3 separate regions of the Gossypium hirsutum genome follow, and regions 1 and 3 are each linked to region 2. Evidence: chromatin contacts called from public Hi-C data. All regions are on one chromosome and are shown on one strand. Each heading gives the region's core, a stretch centred on a gene start, on an enhancer-like site or on the middle of the called end of the contact. The rest is flanking DNA. Distances are from core to core; before and after follow the strand shown. Region 1 holds the start of LOC107962508 (lysM domain-containing GPI-anchored protein 1). Region 2 holds the start of LOC107962500 (transmembrane emp24 domain-containing protein p24delta5). Region 3 holds the start of LOC107962492 (G-type lectin S-receptor-like serine/threonine-protein kinase At5g35370).

Evidence for each region. Hi-C and Micro-C count contacts between places; a contact is called where the count stands out from the background.
Region 1: a Hi-C map of leaf shows a contact between it and region 2, with 1.9 times the contacts expected there. The contact joins the promoter of LOC107962508 here to the promoter of LOC107962500 in region 2. A contact is called at or near these places in 2 of 34 Hi-C or Micro-C datasets (both in leaf).
Region 3: a contact with region 2 is called in a Hi-C map of leaf, with 2.8 times the contacts expected there. The contact joins the promoter of LOC107962492 here to the promoter of LOC107962500 in region 2. A contact is called at or near these places in 4 of 34 Hi-C or Micro-C datasets (hypocotyl and leaf).

Annotation. Positions count from the first base shown.
Region 1 is chrA06:7,248,135-7,251,304 of Gossypium_hirsutum_v2.1, forward strand. LOC107962508 (lysM domain-containing GPI-anchored protein 1) reads right to left here and starts at 1,492. Exons shown (of 5, transcript XM_016898922.2): 1 at 291-1,492; 2 at 1-54. The coding sequence starts at 960.
Region 2 is chrA06:7,040,324-7,043,490 of Gossypium_hirsutum_v2.1, forward strand. LOC107962500 (transmembrane emp24 domain-containing protein p24delta5) reads left to right here and starts at 1,769. Exons shown (of 4, transcript XM_041115000.1): 1 at 1,769-2,192. The coding sequence starts at 1,956.
Region 3 is chrA06:6,873,626-6,876,990 of Gossypium_hirsutum_v2.1, forward strand. LOC107962492 (G-type lectin S-receptor-like serine/threonine-protein kinase At5g35370) reads right to left here and starts at 1,787. Exons shown (of 2, transcript XM_016898901.2): 1 at 1,652-1,787; 2 at 1-986. The coding sequence starts at 841.

The DNA.
Region 1 (3,170 bases), core at 242-2,741, 210 kb after region 2:
TTGGCACAATCAATCCATGATCCGAGGCATATTTAGGAAAATTTGAAGCACAAGCTGAAAGTACCAAAAGAAAACAACGCTAAACCTCCATTGCTCATGGTAAACAGACATAAACAAAGTAGATACATAAAAACACAACTCAATTACCCAAAGCTAAATATAGAAACACGCAACCATTGCCTTAGCTTGAACTAACAATGCTAAATCGCTGAAAATCATAAAGCAAAGGACTTTGTAGCAGTAATATAAAGCCTAATCCTACTACAAAAGCAAGACAAACACTCAACTACCTGACAAAGGGACAGCTAAAATGTCGCCAGGCGTAATAGAAGTACCCCCCATAGCATTAACATTCATCAAATCTGTTATGGTAGTGGAGTAACTCGCTGCAATTCCAGCTAAAGTATCCACTGGCTTCACCACATATGAAAGGTAAATAGCAGGGAGTCCATTATCAGTCCCATTAAAACAAGTACACGGCAACGGAACAACAAGGTTTTGCCCAACATCGAGAACCGAAGGATCATCAATCGAGTTAGCCTCTCTAATCTGGTCAGCTGACACCAAACCAGCGTAAATAGAATCCGCAATAGACGAAAGCGTGTCCTGGGGTCGGGTCTTGTAGTGAGTGGAAACCGATTTCCGAATTCCATCAACACAAGAACATAGAATGGGGATCTTGACGAAGAGTTGGGAAGGAAGGATGTGGTTTTCGACATCCGGGTAAGAGATATCGATGGCGTTGGCCGTGAGGACCGAAATGGGGTCAACCTGGAAGAGGGAAGCAACCTCGGCGACTTTCAGGTCGGTGTAGAGAGTGTACCCCAACAAGGCATTGCATGAATCAGAGTTGGAACAAGGCTCGATTGTTGATTTTGAAGCTACCAAAGCTACATCGGTGAGAAGCACGAAGCAAAGGAGTTTGTAAAAGGAAAGGAAATTGGGTTTTTGGTTTGGCATTGTTAGGTGCAGGGGCTTGAGGAGTATGGGATTATTTTTTCCTTGTTTCGCTTCAGTTAAAGGCAGGGAAAAACAAAAAAATGGGGGGGGGAGGGGGGGAAAAATATGACAAAAAGAGCTTTGGGTTCTTTGCTTTAGTAAGGGTTTTGGGTGTTAGGGAGAATGGACTAAAAAAAAGGAGTCAAGATTAAACAAACAAACAAAAAAAGAACCCTTTTCTTCTTTGCTTATTATGGTTCAAACTAATGGACAAATGTAGCGGCCATTGAAGGTTTCTAAGGTTTATCAGCTGGTTTTGCTCCTTCACTTTCACTATAATGTAGAAACTTCAACAGCATAAATATGGCTGCTCTCAAGCTGGAAAATGTTCAGTGTTTAGGATTTGGGCTTATTGTTATCTTCTCTTTTATTTTTTCAGGGAAAAAAATGGACTAAAGCAGCAAAGAAGCAGAAAGAGCAGAGGATGGGGGAGGTGAGGAAGGGAAAGCAATGTGTTTTTTCTTGCATAAAGTGAAGAGACACGTCAGATTCTCGATCTTAGAGTCTCCAAAGCATTATTACATTTTTATGTCAAGACTAATTTGCCCTTGTTCTTTTTTGGAAGCCTTACATTGTTATCACAGAGCTTCAATTATTTGTTGTCTTGTACTCTTTTAATAATTTAGCAATAAAAAAATGTTTTGATAATTTCAAAATAATAATACAATTTAATTAAAATTATCATTTCTAACTCTAGAGTGGGTGGTATTAGGCTTTGAGTTTAGGGTGTATTTGGGAAATTCAGTTATGTGGCTTTTAAGATTTTGGAGCGCATAAAGCTGCCTGCCCGGGCTGCCCTACAAGACAACACTGCCCTGGGGTAGCCTTTCCAGGGGCGTGGACCAAAGGCAAAGAATTTCTGCTTCTGGCTTTCCCTTTTTCCTTCAATGTTTCGGTTTCAGACATTACACACCACTATGCCACCATCTCTCCCTCTCCCACGCTTCAAGTCGGCGCGTCTACCGCATTTCGTAATCTGAACAATAATAATGAAATATGTAAAACACTAACAATGTCTTTGGTTTACTGGAACCCAATAGGCTGTAATCTAATAACTTGCAATGGAATAGTTATAACAATAGTTTGATTAGATGGAATAATATTGTAATAATATTCTTTGATTTGATTAAGAGGAATATATATTGTAATAATTAACAAACTTTTAATTTATTATTTATTATTTTATTTTTTTTAGACAATACCTAAAATTATCCAAAGTTCCTCTCATCCCGTAATTAAAAGGATAATGTATTTCAGCGCATTCGAACTCATATCCTCTTGCATTAGCATCAATATTCATATCAATCGATAAAACTCAAAATCTTTAAATATTTCCAAATGATTAGTATACCTTTTAATATTTTTACTAAAAAATAAAATATATTAATTTAATAAAAATATTTATTTAAATTAGTAACCCTTTATTGTTGTTTTAAGTTATATACATTAAAAAGAAAGTCATTCATAAGCCTACAGTCGTATTATTACAATATTTATATTAGTTCAATCTTAATTTGTACAACTACAGTACTATTATTCATAATGGATCAATGGAAATATAAAAAGTAAATTAAGAGTAAACCATCGCTTTACAATTGCGACCACCATTCATCACAACATTAAATCATGATTTTGCAGTTACCATCACCATTATTTCAGTACAAATAGCTCAATGGAAAAAACTACAATATTTTGTTCCAATAAAATTAAAAATTATGACTATTGTTCATGTATTGATGCCATCAAAACATATACTCAATTCCTTTCGCAAAGCCTATTGCTTCTTGTGCGAAGATAACATCAATGCCTACGTTGCTAGAAACAACCTCCTTCCCTAGGAACAACGAAGCTTACTATGTCTTGCATCGATGAACTTATGAAGGGTTCCTCGAGCTATTTAATTCATAACAACTTTCAATCATCCTTTCCCCTATACAAGAAAATTTCCTTGGGCTTTTTTATTCAAGACATGCAAAAATACTTTCTATTATACACAATTGCTCCTTAACGAAACTATGCATATTTTGCGTTCATGGAGATCTAGTAATATTTGCATGAAGATTTAAAAATTGCATACACATAGGTTAATCTTTTGATAATCTTCAAAATCAACATCATAGCATAATAAAAAAAAAGGCAACCAGAGTACATGAATTGCACCAATACAACAT
Region 2 (3,167 bases), core at 519-3,018:
GTTTTTTATCCTCTTTTGAGGGGTTTTTCCACGTTAAATTTGTGTGTTCATCTTCTCAATTTCTTCTACTATTTTTACTTGTTCGTTGCTAATTCGGGACGATCCTAACAACTTTTGACTCCAATTATATAAACTATGAATATATTAACCAATTATATTTAATCATTAATGCATATATATAAATTATTAATATATTACCTATGATATGATATAATATAGCATTCTATATAATATAGTATGAAGAGTATAGGGAGTTAGAGCATATTTCAACCATAATAATAAATAATAATATATAATAATTAATATATTATGTACTACTATTATAGTATGTGATATATTATTGCATAATGTAATAATATATTTCAAAACTATTAATACATACATATATATATATGTGTGTGTGTATATAACTAAGAGTTAGACCTACCAATCGATTTGTTTGAATTGGCTCAATTTGATTGTTTAATTTGGTTTTAATGTTAACAATTAGTCAATTAACAGTCACACCAACATGTCCATTAAAAATAGATCAATTTGACAAAAAAAATAATAACGTTAAGGATTAAAGTGCTAAAAAAAAGATAAAGGGCAAAAGTGAACAAATGTCAAACTTTAGGGGCTATTTTTAGTATTATGTCTATAATAATATAGTAGTAATTTTTACTAAAACTTTAATACATATATATATAGCTATGATATATTATATATTATAATAAAAGATATAGTATTACATAATATTATAATATATAAACTATTAATATGTTATATATAATATAGCATTATTCAATATAGTAGTAGGGCTAACTTTCAAATGTACAAAGAACTTAGGGACTTAGAGCATATTTTAACCAAGATAATAATAAACAATAATATATAATGATAATTAATATATTATGTATTACTATTGCAGTACGCGATATATTATTACATAATGTAATATTATATTTTGAAACTATTAGTACTTATATATAACAATTCATTAATCCGAAGTAAAAATCGAATTTACCAAACGATTTACGTGAATTGGATCAATTAATAGATTATATATTATTACATAATATAATAATATATTATATAGGGAGGGATCCGCTTATACAAATAGTTTTACACCCTTTTGTATCTCTTTGAACAATTAATATTTTAACAATTCAATCGTTGAATTTAACAATGTAGTTATACTTGCTATGCATGTAAATTTTCAAGCTGATCTGATATTTCTATCATATAGATCTAAAATACTACACACACATATATATATATTAATATTTATTGAACGACTAGAATTTTTTTAAATAAAACAAATTGTTAGAAAATTTTAATTTACATTAAAATTTTCATGTATGATCTATATAAATGAAATATAAAATGTGAATGTTAGATCGATAAAATATTAATCGAGAATGTAAAATTATTTTAATTTTACATCGATTTAAGTGGATCCCTCTCTATAGTATATAAGTATTCCTAAAACTACTAATACATATATAATATGATAGGAGAGCTAACTTTTGTATATCATTTCCATTAAGGATTTAATGGAGGGTGATAAAAACAGAATCAATTGAAAAACATTTATTATGAAATTAAAAGTTTTGTAGTTTGAATATCAAAATAAAAATATGCTAATAGTTAAGGGACTAATAATAAAATTTACCCTTATTAAAAATAGCGCGTGGTCGTGGCTTTGACATTGCAGTTCAATCCTAAAATTTCTTAGCTGGAACATTATTATTGGTCGATCACAGCAACTCTTATATGACCTTTCTCTTAATTGTCCCATACACCAAACTCACTCCCAGTTATCGGCGCGTGTTTTCCACCGTTTGACTCTGACAACTACGAGTCTACGACTAGCTATCAAACCCAGCAAACATATTGAACTTAAAAATAAAGAAAGAAACAGAGAAAGGAAGCGAAAAGAGTCCTTTTTTTGTGGGTTTTGTTCGCCTTTAACAATGAACGAAGGCATGGTTTTTGGCGGTCGTGCGGCGTGTTTTCTGCCTATAATCTTGGTACTATGTTTAACGAGGAACAGTAATATATTACCGGTTGCTGAAGCTATATGGTTAACGATTCCAAGTTCAGGAACCAAGTGTGTTTCCGAGGAGATCCAGAGCAACGTTGTCGTTTTAGGTGATTATTATGTGATCGATGAAAACAACCCTGATCATATCCCCACCATCTCTGCCCGGGTAATTCTTTTACCTTTTCAACCAAATTCTCCATCTGGGTTTATCTGAGTTCTTCAATTTTCTTTTTACAATTTCAATACTTGTAGTTTAATGGGTTTGCAACTTTTGACGTTCTTCATCTGAAATTTTTGTTGTTGAAGCTTTTACTGGTTTAGTTGATCAGTGATTATGTTGCTACTTTTTATGTTTTGTTGATACAAGGTTTGAGTTTGGTGATCTGAAGGGGTTCACACTGTGTGTCGAGAGTTTATTGGGAAGATGATTTGGAGAGTTTGGTCAGTGTGGCCGGATTTGGGTAGAGTATCGGCCTTGTATTCAGCACCTGCCTCTTCCTGGAGATGGAGGAGAGAGCTTATATAGAGGAACTTGACCTGGCCTCCTTACAGGTGTCCTACAATAGAGGGTCATTTGAGTGCTATTAGTAGAGCATTGGAGTGCTCTACTAGGGTGTGATTGTGTGGAGTTGTAGAGCCAGCAGTAGAGTCTTGAGCGATTCTATGAAATGTGATTGGGGGAGCTTTTGAGTGGACTCTAATGCGACTTGGTGGTGGCACCCGTGAATGGCGTGTGCGGGTTTGGCGAGCCTCTCTGGGCGAGGGGTTAGGTATAACAATGTTCGATTTTAATGTCATATATCTTGGCTTAGCCTTACTATGGGTATGATTTTGTATCCTTTTGCCAGTGTCAAGGATGTCTAGAATCTGTATTTATGGGGCAAGTCATATCCAAGAGTAAACCTTTGCTTAATCTTCCTTTTTTAATATGAATGGGAGTTCTTTTTGGCTAAGGTCAGAAATTACCCTTTGATACTTTAGGATCCTTCAATGGATCCGTATGAATATTGACAGAATAAGTTCTTTTCTTCAGTTTAAATTATAAGTATATGTTTTTAATCCTATATGCTGTTAGCTGAGCCATGAACATGGGGATAAGATATGTGCCTTCAGGTCCTAGGCCACCCCTCAAGGGAAGTCT
Region 3 (3,365 bases), core at 537-3,036, 170 kb before region 2:
TAGTTGGAATTTGACAGTCATCAATTGGCCCGACAAATTCCTGAACCCATTTACCACCAGAAAAACTATTTACAGTAAAATGACCTAAAACATCCAACTTGGCAAGTCGGAAGGTAGCTGGTGACAAGTTAAGCTGAATTACAACAACTGATCCATTATGACCAAAGAGAGAAAGGCCTGTTTTATTCATTTCCATGTATTCAACCACATAATTTGAATTCACATAGGCCTTGGTATCCATTGACAATATCCAATATGTCTGTCCATGCCATTGCAATAATGCATCAGAAGCACTAACCATGAATCTATAATCACCAGTTGACAAGTTACTTTCTGATACAGCATTTGACAGTTTTGCCCCAACTGGAAGCTGTTGTCCGATCACAATTGTATCAGTTGGATGGTAAAAACTCTCCCACAGAGAACCATTAAATTTGTCAAGTAGAACAAGATTACCCATTTCAGTTAGCAGTAATGCATAAATTGTCGTCCGCAACTGAGGTGTTGACCATTTGGGATTACCATCTGGATCTGCAATGCTAATCCCGTTGACTGTAAGATCCATTTTACCGGAGCTTGAGATAGGAGAACCACGATTAGCTGACCAGATGATGGTATTGGATTCAACATGTATGATGCACAAGTAAAAGTTGGTTTGAGCTTCGGGGTTGTAGATAGAAGCTTTGAATGTTCCATTACGAGAGAACAAGAAGGCACCATCTTTGTCAATAAAACTGAAGTGTGAAGCACTGAAATTTGGGTAGATAAACTCTGAGAAAGATTTCGCAGAGACAGAAGAATAGAACAGGAAACCGAAGATAAAGAATAGGAAGGATTCCATAGAGATGGAAAAAAGAATGAGGAGATTTCGTAATGATGGAAGCCTTGTTGGTGAGGATGGAATATGTCTGCAATGATTTTCTTCAAATTTTTTTCATTGCTGGAGCTCAGCATGCGTTGACAAATCTCTCTACAGTGACGAATTCCTGATTGTTATTTAATTGATGCTAACATCAGCAAGGGATGTAAAGCATGACAAATTTGGTTCTAGTCAAACCTAAGTGTTTAACTATTATAATCAGATAGGTGTTTCCATGCACTAGATACACCTTTCCCATCTATATTTTTTTCCTTTATAGAATTTTCCTTTTCACACTGTTATATTCTTACTCAGATAACTTAAATTACACCTTGCAATACACAAGTTGAGAAAGAAAGGAGTAGGAAAAAGACAAGGAAAATAACCAAACACCAACAATACTACCAATTTAATGGTTCCTTGCCAGTCTATCCTACTTGGCTTTATTCCAAAATCATCAATCTGGTATGTACTAGTGCACTTCATAAGTCGCTCAACAACTATATTCGATTCACCTAGGCACAATTTAATATTAAAACTCATACTTGGGTAAACTTGAAGCATGTAGCCCGAGTCAAATGCGTTTTCAGCCATTCACATGTACCAAAATACAAAATTCAAGAAATGAGGCAAAAAAAAAAAAAAGGAACTCAAATAAACAGCGCCCACTATTTTAAACATAAACAAATGAATATATATATATATAAACGCACTTAGTTGAGGAAAACAATCAAACATGTTGTGTACATAAATATATACATATATCTCGAATTAAAAAAATACAGCACTAACCTGCTGAGTTATGGTGCTACCTCCCCCACGAACCGAAAGCGACAAAACAGCTCGACCAATGCCAACTGGATCGATCCCAAAATGTGTAAAGAAGCGACGATCCTCGTAAGCAACGATGGCTTCCCATAGATGTTTTGGATAAGATTTGGTCCGAGCTTCAGCTTCACGAGAGAAAGCAACGAGGCTTTGCCAACGAAGAGCGAAATCGGGCAAAAGGACATTGGACAAAAGACGAAAACACAAAAGGGTCAATGAGAAAGCAAGGAGAGGGAGTAGTTCCTGAATGGGATGATGGGTCTGAATGGAGGGGGACTCTGGACGGACTGAGTTGACTGGTAGGCAAAGCAACGAATTGAAGTGAGTCGGAGACTTCAGAGAGTAGAAAGTCAAGGTTTTACCGAAGAGATTTTGTGGATTTTTGAAGCGAAATTTTGGGGTTTTGCAGTGGATCATCGATCTGTGAGGAGGAGCAACAACCAAACTCATTTTCTCCTTTTTCTCACCGATTTCGTTATTTGGGTAATAAAACTGTTAACATCGTTGAAGCAACGGTCTTAAAAACAAGTTTTTTTTTAAATGGTCATAAAAACAGTTAAACAGTAATTGGTTTTTTTTTATTGCCAATCGCCACAGCCAAGATTTTCATTCTTTTAATTTTTTTATAATAAAAATAAAATAGAAATTATTTTATTCATAATTTTCAATCAAAATTAATTTTTTCAAACCAAATGTTAGTTGCTTGTTATAATTTTTCCAATAGTATTATTTGATTTTTCTTTTCTTTTTTACTTCACTCTATTTCCATGTTTTATTTTTATCATTTTAGTTTTTATTTTTTTTATTATTTTAGCTTGCAACCTTTAAAATTTAGTCTATTGATTTTTTGATAGAAAGGTCGACTAAACTATAAAATTTTAATGGCATTATGTGTAGGGACGAAGCCAGAAAATTTTTTTAGGGGGGTCAGATGAAATTTTAATTTTTTTACAGTTTATATATTTATAATTTGTAAATGATTAAATCAAATTTTTATAAATTTTTATAATTTAGAGGGGCCAAAATGTAATTTCACCTTTACTAATTTAAAATTTTTTAAAAATTTTAAGGGCCTAAAATATAAATTTACATTTTAGGGAGGCCGCGGGGCCCATGCCACCCCCTGGCTTCGCCCCTGATTATATGGTAATTTATGTAGCATTTCACGTATACTTTACTATTAATATAGATAAATTTTTTAGAAGTTTTTATAAATTTTTAAATTTTTTTTATGAATTGTGCAGAGAGTATCATGCTAGTAGCCACGTCAATGTAGTTGAAATTTTAATAGTTTAATCAGCTTTTCCCTAGAAAAACAAATAATTTGACTAAATTTTAAAAGTTGAAGATCAAAATAACAAAAAAAAATTATAAATAAAAAAATAAACATTGGAGACTAAATTTATTATTATGCCAAATAAAATTCACTATATATTTATTTTCACGCTATTATTTTTTTAATTTCATTTTTATAATATTTGTGAAATGTTGATTTAGTTAATATATATAAAAATAATGAAATAATATTTGTCTATTTTAATGAATTGTCTATAAATAATTAAAATGAAAGAGCCACTTGGCCTAAACAAGCATTGACTACCTAATAATATAACATGTGATTCGGATAATAAGCCAAAAAATTTTGACTTTTTTAAGAATCTTCTAAAATTTTTAAAAA